3 separate regions of the Mus musculus genome follow, and all the other regions are linked to region 2. Evidence: chromatin contacts called from public HiChIP or PLAC-seq data. All regions are on one chromosome and are shown on one strand. Each heading gives the region's core, a stretch centred on a gene start, on an enhancer-like site or on the middle of the called end of the contact. The rest is flanking DNA. Distances are from core to core; before and after follow the strand shown. Region 1 overlaps Mdn1 (midasin AAA ATPase 1). Region 2 holds the start of Rragd (Ras-related GTP binding D). Region 3 overlaps Ankrd6 (ankyrin repeat domain 6).

Region 1 (2,700 bases), core at 90-2,589, 210 kb after region 2:
GAAAAACAAACAACCAACCCCCCAAACCAAAAAACAAAACCACAAACTTGGTTTTAAAAACAAATTCCTCTTCATTTTTTAATACTTTCCAATTTCTGGGTCAGAATTGATTTAAACAATTCTTTTATCATCTATATCAGTAAATCAACCCAACATAGTGCCCACATATGAGGGGCATGCTGAACTGTGAGAAAATTATAAGAAAATTTTTACTACCATTTGCATAAATGACAGCAGTTTTAGAACAAATTGGTTTAAAAAAAGCATTAACCTAGGTATTTTATATTTAATTTATATTTAATTTAGTCTTCATCACTGAGGTAAGTACTGTTATAATCCTCTTTTTTTTTTTTTTTAAAAGAAAGTGAAAGCCGGGTGTGGTGGCGTACACCTTTAATCCCAGCACTTGGGAGGCAGAGGCAGGTGGATTTCTGAGTTTGAGGCCAGCCTGGTCTACAAAATGAGTTTCAAGACAGCCAGGGCTATACAGAGAAACCCTGTCTCGAAAAAACAAAAAAAAAAAAAAAAAAAAAAAAAGTGAAACTGACAATAAATAAGCTGTCCAAAGTTATGGGGAGATGGAATGTGAACTGGACTCAGGGCGCATTCTAGCCTCTTCCAGGAGAGGTCAGCTGCTGGCTTATGCCAAATAAAAATCACTGTAAAAAAAAAAAAAAACCCAGCACCCCCTAGAAACCAGTTTCAGGAATGCCATGACATGCAATGTTAAACCCCCTTTCTGGATGGAGCCATCAATCCTTCCTGCCAGCTCTACTGAGCCAGCCCGAGGACCCGAGCCTGCTGCTTCTCCCCTTACCTGCTTGGTGTGGTTGTCTACCATGCTTGAGGAGTCATCGATAGCCAGACAAATCTGATACTGCCGTTTACTGGGCTTGGTCCTACGAAGCCAAATCCTGTCTTTTCGAAACTGACTGGCAATGTATGGAATGATCTTCCGCATGTTCAGTCGTTTCCCTGTTCGATAGTCTCCTCTGTTACAGGAACCAATGGGAGCAAAGATGAACACAGGCTCATGCCTCAGAATTTTAAGACAAAATCACATTATTAAAAACTTAATAATTAATTAAAAGCCAGGGTCAGGAAACTATTCCTGGCAAAATGATGACATCCAATGCAGACTGTAATTAGCACCTTCTGTCAGCCAGAGCACCTCAGATCTGACTGTAATAACTAAGCTTTTCCAGAATAGCTAAAACACATCTACAGAATTACAGAGTAATTTTTTCTGTATTAAATACACAAAGCCTCATATGCTTTCCCTTTTCTGTTCTCAACCACGACTCTGACCAAATCGTTGTGGTTCTGACCCTAGTTGAGTAACACGCCATAAGCACAGGAAACAGTACCACATCTGTGGCTGTTCCCACACAGCAGAATGTAAGCCACCTTCATGTAGTACTTCCTCATCTCACACACACGCGCGCGCGCGCACACACACACACACACACACACACACACACACACACACAGAGTTCCTACTTACAGCTAATGGGGGACCGTAGCAGACACAATAGTGCCCAGAGAGCAGAAACAGCAACCCAGAAGCCTCAAGCAGGGAAGACTTACCTTAGTTTGGCTGCCTGTGTAGGTTCTAGTAGGAGACGAAGCTGCTCACACAGCTGTTGTGAAAGAGATGCAGTTAAGACTAGGTAATTCTGCCACATCTCAGCTGCAGCCTTCTCCTAGGACAGCAAAATAGAAATTACTATTAGAATGCTGAAGCAGAAAAGAACTTGTACAAGCCTTCTCAGCAAAACACTTTAAAAGCTTTTCTCAGCAAGCAGCAATCCAACTAAATAAAATCCACTGCCCCCCCCCCCCAATTCCATAATATACAGTTGCAAGGGGCAGTTAACAATGGGAATTCACTCAACAGTTTGCTCCTGCCAGTTTAAGAACTGGACCTGATACTTTGCACAGCGGCATGGGAATGTGAACTCTGGGCAAAGCTCAAGTACCTGAGCGCGCTCATTAGTTTTCAAGAGGGAGAGTGACAGTGTACACAAATCCCCCTCAACAGCAGGGATCCACACACACAAAGGCTTCATACTGACTACAGCTGAGCACGAACACATGCGTGGTAGGGAGAACGGTAATAAACACAGAATATAGGCATGCATATACACCGTATATTTAGAGGTTAAATCATTAAAATACACTCCACATAGCCAGCAAGGACCTGAAGACCATTCAAGACTACAGAGCATGAACTTTTGCCTGGCTTCCTTACAAAGCCAGCTATACAAGTTAAAGGAACCAAGTATGTCTGTCTGTTTTAGTGAGACTCTAGATGTGGTGGCAGAATCAGTGCATATCCCGCTTAGGGAAAGTTCTCAGTATAGTCTCCATCAGCCTTTTACAAAGGGAACTGTGGCTAAGAACCTACTGACTTACAAAAACAGGCAAGTTATTTTGTGGAAAAGAAAAACAAACCCCAACAACTTTGACTTACTTCTTCTGCATTCCCATAGTCGTGCGCCTGCCATGTCTCCAGCTGCCTTTCCATCTCTTGTCTCAGCTCACTGATATCTTTTAAAATGGGCTAAGAAGGAAAAGCTATGTAAGTGGTGGCCCAGGTTGGAATCAATGACCTATCACTGGCTGCTGTCTGTGGCTGCAACCTTGTTGCAGTTGTACGCCTCAACTCACAGCTCAAGCAAATTTAAGGGTACAGTCAGA
Region 2 (2,700 bases), core at 96-2,595:
TTTTAAGTTCCGTTCGATAGATTCTCAATAAAAGTTCTTAAAACTCCTGTCACGGGTACTTTCATTCCTCGGTTTCTTTAGTGTGAGACACTAAAGAGATTAATCCTTTCTCTGGGATATTTACAACTCGGAGAACGTTAACAGCCCCGTTCAACTGACCTTTTAAAGTGACCTTCCGCTTTTGTGGGGAAAAAAAATTTTTTTAAATTAAAGAAAAACATTCTGGAATCCTAAACTCAACTTCTTTGTTGTGTCCCGGGAATGAAATGCAAGCAGCCCCCAATCCGAAAGGCTAACTTCAGCTCCTTCGGCAACAACAAACAGTTGGCTTCAGCGGCCAAGGATTGCTCGCCAGGCGCCCACCCCCGGGTGCGACACGAGATGCATTCAGGGTGTCTGGGGACCTAGAACCCCGCGGTCTCCCGGGAGACGCGGATACCACCTGCAGCGCGGGCCCCGCCCCAGCGCCCCGGTCCCACGCCGCAGACCCTCCCGCGGCCACGGCGGGGAAGAATGACACGCGCAGCTGTGGGCGACCCAGCCGGCACGCTGCCGCCAGCTGCTTCTTTTAGCTCGACATCCGACCCTGCTCCCCGCCGCCGTCTGCAGCCCGGCCGCTCCCCTCCCCCACCGCAGCGCCCCGGACCCGCGCGTCCCGCATCCCCCCCACCCCCAACACACACACACACATCGCTCCCAGGGCGGGGACCGCGAGCGCTCGGCCGGTTGGCTCACCTCCCTCCTCCGGCCCGCTGTCCAGCTCGGCGTCCGAGGACTCGGGCCCATCCTCGTAGCCCGCCAGCCCCACCAGCTCATCCTCCTCCTCGTCCTCGCCGCCGTCCTCACCCTGCGGCTGCGGCTTGCCCAGCACTTGGCTCATCACGCCCACGCTTGCCTCCAAGGTCCCGCGTGGGCCGAGTGGCCCGCAGCGCCCTGGGGCCGCGCCTGGTGAGCAAGGGGGTGGCAGTGGAGCCCAGCCCCCTCCCTGCCGCTGCTGCCCGAGAAGCCAGCCGGAGCGCGGCAGTTCTCCCCGGGAGCGCGAGGGAGTGACTGCGTGACCCGAGTCACCTGACGCTTGTCACACACACACACACACACACACACACACACACACACACACACACACACGCAGCACCACCGGGCGCGCGCTCGCCGGCCGCAGCCACCGCTTGCTCGGCCACACACGTTCTCCCCCTAGAGAGAATTCGGGTGTCCAGAGCGCACTGGCCACCGCCCTCGGGGACTTCTGCTCGCTTTCTCTGCAAGCGTGGCCCGGGGACCACCCGGACCCTGCCGCCTGCTTTCTGCAGTGCCCCTGGCTTGTGCTGCGGTCTTCAGGCTTTCTACCCACACCCTACCCACCTCCACCCCACCCACCTCCACCCCACCCCAGTCTACCCCACCCCCACTAGGCTGCCCCTCAACTGTGCGGTACTCAGGCCCCACCCCCACCGCCACTCCAGCCTGCGGGAGCTGGGAGAAGTGCACAGTGGTGGGGTAGTTTCCATAGCAGCTGCCTCCTAAAGTGCCTTTTAGTTCAAAGGATTTCCCAGCAAGAATACTCCAAACTGTGGTCTACGTAGACATGTTTCCGGAGAAGTCACATGTCTCGTGATTTATATATAAACATGCTATACTAAATGATTCCTTTGCAACCTTCGGGAAAACCTAAAGTGTATAACGCCCTCGGGGCTTCTTATGCCCCAACTGCTATTGTCTCATTGGTGTAGTCCCACGTGTTTTAGGGCTTTTGTGGGAGGTGAGGGGCAGCTCTCAGATTGGAATAGAAGCGATGTGGGATGAGGAGGTGCTCTCCTCCTTCGCCAGCTGCTCAGCACAGTGTGAGCACCCTTTTCTGGGGTGGGGGGTGAGGGAGAGAAGAGGAGGGAGGGAGGGAGGGGGAGAGGGAGAGAGAGAGGGAGAGAGAGAGAGGGAGAGAGAGAGAGAGAGAGAGAGAGAGAGAGAGAGAGAGAGAGAGAGAGAGAGGAGAAAGTCACGTGCATAAACTTCCTTCAGTTAAACAGCGGGCCAGCAAGGTGATCCGGATCCTGCAGGTGCCAGCAGCTCAGCAGGTGGGGAGAAAGGCAGCTCAGCCTGGACACTTGCGGCCCGGGACAGGGCTTCCTAGGGGTCCTCGGAAAAATCTGGGTAGGAATAGGGTTACTAATCCGTGACGCATGTCCTGGATTTCTTCTAACTGGGTGGCTGCTTTCAACAGGAAAGCTTCTCCAAGGAGAGGCAGTAGAACTCTTGTCTGCATGGTCAAGGTCGTTCCTATGCCACATACAAAGATGTGAACTGAAAAAGGCTTTTGAGCGAAGAAACAGTTTTGCAGATATATAAGCAGCAGAATTTAGGGAGTACAGTCAAAGATTATCAGGTGGGAAGCTCACACCACCTCCAAATTTAGTGGGAGGAAGTGAAGGGAGCCAGTTCTGTAGAGCAGCCAGGTAGCAGCACCCCCACACCACCCCACATCCCCGCCCCCACCCTCCCCACCCTCTGGCCAAGCAGATAACAGAAGAGGGCCCTGGCTGCTTTCCTTCTTCCTATCTCTGTGTGGTCTCCTGGGAATGACTGCCATTGGTCCAACACACCCAGAAACCCGTGGGCAAAGGAAGACTGAAACCAAGTGGAGGCCAAAGGGTGGATGGAGAAAGCCGACTCTCGTTACTCTCCCCACCGGAAGGAAGCAGCCTT
Region 3 (2,700 bases), core at 191-2,690, 150 kb after region 2:
ACATTTACTGCTGAAGCAAAGGTGAATCTTAAACCCGTTCCCCTCCCCCAGCCCCCTTTAATCTTAATTTCTCTTATAGTTTCCTTTAGTTGGAAGTTCCATTCCAACTAAAAGGGGAGTAGGGATTTAGAATGCATGAACAAGGCCTCTAGGAAGAGTTCTGTGCTATTACTGAGATGTGACTCCATCAGCTCGCGGATATACCAGGACAGGATTCACGCTGGGGCCTCTAACATCACGTGTCAGGTCTGCGTCTAGGAGCACTGGATAAGTGGGACTGCACAGCACAGAGCCCTGTTCTCTTGCATCTTTGGAGAAGGTGGAGTCTTTGAGGAGTGGTCGTGTAAATTGCCCTCCAATGAGTTATTTGGAGAAAACCTTATGGCAGTGTGATTGGGAACTATTTTCAGAAAGTGGTTCAACTTTTTTCTATTTTTCTATTATTTTATTCTGGGTGTTTTGCCTGCATATGTATATGTGCAACCCGGCATGCCTGGTGAGGAGGATATTGGATTCCTTGAAACTGGAGTTATTTGCAAATAATATATGGTTGTGAACTGCCATGGGAGAGCTGTGGGTGTTGGGAATCAAACTCACCCTTCAATGGAGCAGATAGTACTCTTAACCACTGAGCCCGCTCACCACAGTAGAATTCTGAGAAATAAAAAAGTTCTGTGAGTAAAACAGCATCTTACAGAGTCTGAACTTCTTCCAGATTCACTTTTAGCAACACCAGCTATAATATCCCTTGCAACTCTGTTCAGTATCCTAAAATCTGACAAACACAATTCACAAATGACTTGGCTACATAGCAGGTTTGAGGCTAGCCTTGGATATTGTGAGACCCTATCTATGGGCAGGCAAGCAAGCAGGCAAGCAGGTGTGTGGGCTGGTTTTTATGCATGGGCAGAGGATTTATCAGTGTATCATATAAATCTCTGGTTATATCTGAAGCCTACTAGGTCACTAAGGGTGTTATTCTGGTAAATGCTGATTTAGCTTAAAGCTTTTGATTTTTATCATGGGTGATAACACTTTATTTTTCTACACTATAGCCAAAAATAACATTCCTGACCCATATCGTCTCCTTAGAGGACAGATGGAAAATACAGGGAGGGGGTATAAATAAATGATCAGAGGAAAGGTGGGGCCTTGAGTAGCTGGTACAAGCATGTTGGAATAATCTAGGCTTCTCTTTGATAATTAAATTTCTTGCTTGCTTAGTGTCGAGGGCACAATGCCAGGCATGCCAGCCTATCCCAACCAAATATCGGTTCTCAGGTCCTGAGTCTGAGGCTTGCTGTGATCTCATGGGGCAGACACTGGGTGATGTTTTTGGTATGGAAAGGAAACAGCAGGCATGAATTCTCACAGCACAGCCCTGATGAGCCAGAGCAGAAGGAAAGACAGTCCTGTGTTTAGATAACACACTGCTCTTATTTCAACCTCTCCTGCTCAGTACAGTGCATGCCTTGTTTCTCCATAGGATATAAAACACTGGACAATGTAATGACAGCGTGATAACTGGAGGCGGGACTGATGTTACCTGATTCCTGTGTACTAACCATGCTTTGAAATATCTACAAGAATGCAAATAAATTGCTTTATTATCATTAAAGAAGAGCAGACCTAACTATGGAGGGGCGTGTCACTTTGGAAGTTCCCTATCTGGGAGGTGGATAGACGCACACAATGCTGACTTTATAAAGATTTACTTCAAACTTCATATTCTGCAGATACTGATCTTTATGGCATGATAATATCTGAGAATTAGAGGAAGAATGACCCTCAGTGGCCTGGAGTGGGATTATTATGAGTTTCAACCCGAGGAAACCAGTTCTTTAGAATCTGCAACTCCGGGAGCAAATTCTGTCTTGTTTCCCGCTAATCCTATCAACGCTCAGTGGAGCTCAAATGCCATCTCTGATTGGTCAATGAGTAAGCACATGACTCCTACCCCAGAAATAGTGCAGGATCCTGTGGCCAAGGTAAAAAACGTGAAGGAAGACAAAAATCAGAGAAAACAGAGAAGAAAGGCTAGGAAGGACCCTAGAAGATCTGACAGAGAAGAGGTCAGCCCCGTGCTTTGAGCGCCTACCTGGTGTAGGGCTTGCTCGCAGCATGCTTGGCCCCCTGGGGGCTTTCTGCCAAACGGGGTGTGCTCTGACCCTGCACGACCAGGGCTGCTTTCATGAGCTTGGAACCCTCAGTGCTTTTCACTGTATAGGAGACAGAAATCAAAGTATTTCAGAACAAAGATTTAGGCCTCAGGTTCAGATGCTCTGCAGTGAGAAACCCTGAAACTTCGGGGAAGTCGAATGCGGGCAGTCCAGACTGTTGTGCCAGCAGGCCAGTATGTTCCAGATCAGAGTGCCAACTGCGGTGTTGCTGTGCCTTCTAGTTCTCCGCAGTGTTTCGTCCTTTGCTTCTTCTCAGTTAGTCATTCAACAACTAGATCCTGGGTGACTTAGTGCAGCCTCTATGCTGTTCTCTCGGCTTGCAGAGTGAGGCAGCCCCAGCCTCACGGGGACACCGGCTGCATTTGGAGACCAGTGCTGAGGTTAACTGGCTTCAAAAGCTGGTGGCAGCTTGCCATAAAGGGAACGAGGCTTTGCAATTTGAATTAGTTAGCCGTCCTAGGAGTGAGATTATTATGAGTTTATCAATATAACTAGTTAGGGGTCAATAAACATTGAGGGA

Evidence for each region. HiChIP or PLAC-seq counts read pairs in DNA pulled down with a chosen protein or histone mark.
Region 1: a contact with region 2 is called in an H3K4me3 HiChIP or PLAC-seq map of the SCID.adh cell line, with 3 times the contacts expected there. The contact joins the enhancer-like site here to the promoter of Rragd in region 2. A contact is called at or near these places in 16 of 39 promoter capture datasets (the 3T3-L1 cell line, the C10 cell line, the HPC-7 cell line and 9 more), 1 of 15 datasets of contacts at CTCF or cohesin (large pre-B cells), 1 of 484 Hi-C or Micro-C datasets (embryonic stem cells), 13 of 115 datasets of contacts at active chromatin or transcription factors (the SCID.adh cell line, embryonic forebrain, embryonic midbrain and 5 more) and 4 of 9 other capture datasets (adipose tissue, embryonic stem cells, liver and 1 more).
Region 3: an H3K4me3 HiChIP or PLAC-seq map of craniofacial prominence shows a contact between it and region 2, with 2.5 times the contacts expected there. The contact joins the enhancer-like site here to the promoter of Rragd in region 2. A contact is called at or near these places in 4 of 39 promoter capture datasets (the 3T3-L1 cell line, embryonic stem cells and pre-B cells), 3 of 115 datasets of contacts at active chromatin or transcription factors (craniofacial prominence and embryonic stem cells) and 2 of 9 other capture datasets (adipose tissue and liver).

The regions. Positions count from the first base shown.
Region 1 is chr4:32,766,945-32,769,644 of GRCm38.p6, reverse strand. Mdn1 (midasin AAA ATPase 1) reads right to left here. Exons shown (of 102, transcript NM_001081392.1): 95 at 2,474-2,563; 96 at 1,588-1,703; 97 at 818-992. Among named protein-coding and RNA genes, the nearest start is that of Lyrm2, 32 kb to the left of the region's middle. Within about 2 kb of position 1,339, at least 70 of the 459 cell types and tissues checked have an H3K27ac peak or open chromatin away from gene starts, as enhancers often do. A contact at or near this core is called in the HPC-7 cell line, the SCID.adh cell line and neutrophils, where this site is marked.
Region 2 is chr4:32,981,643-32,984,342 of GRCm38.p6, reverse strand. Rragd (Ras-related GTP binding D) reads right to left here and starts at 1,345. Exons shown (of 7, transcript NM_027491.2): 1 at 736-1,345. The coding sequence starts at 880.
Region 3 is chr4:32,833,316-32,836,015 of GRCm38.p6, reverse strand. The region is part of intron 3 of Ankrd6 (ankyrin repeat domain 6); the gene reads left to right. Among named protein-coding and RNA genes, the nearest start is that of Lyrm2, 34 kb to the right of the region's middle. Within about 2 kb of position 1,440, at least 39 of the 459 cell types and tissues checked have an H3K27ac peak or open chromatin away from gene starts, as enhancers often do. A contact at or near this core is called in craniofacial prominence, where this site is marked.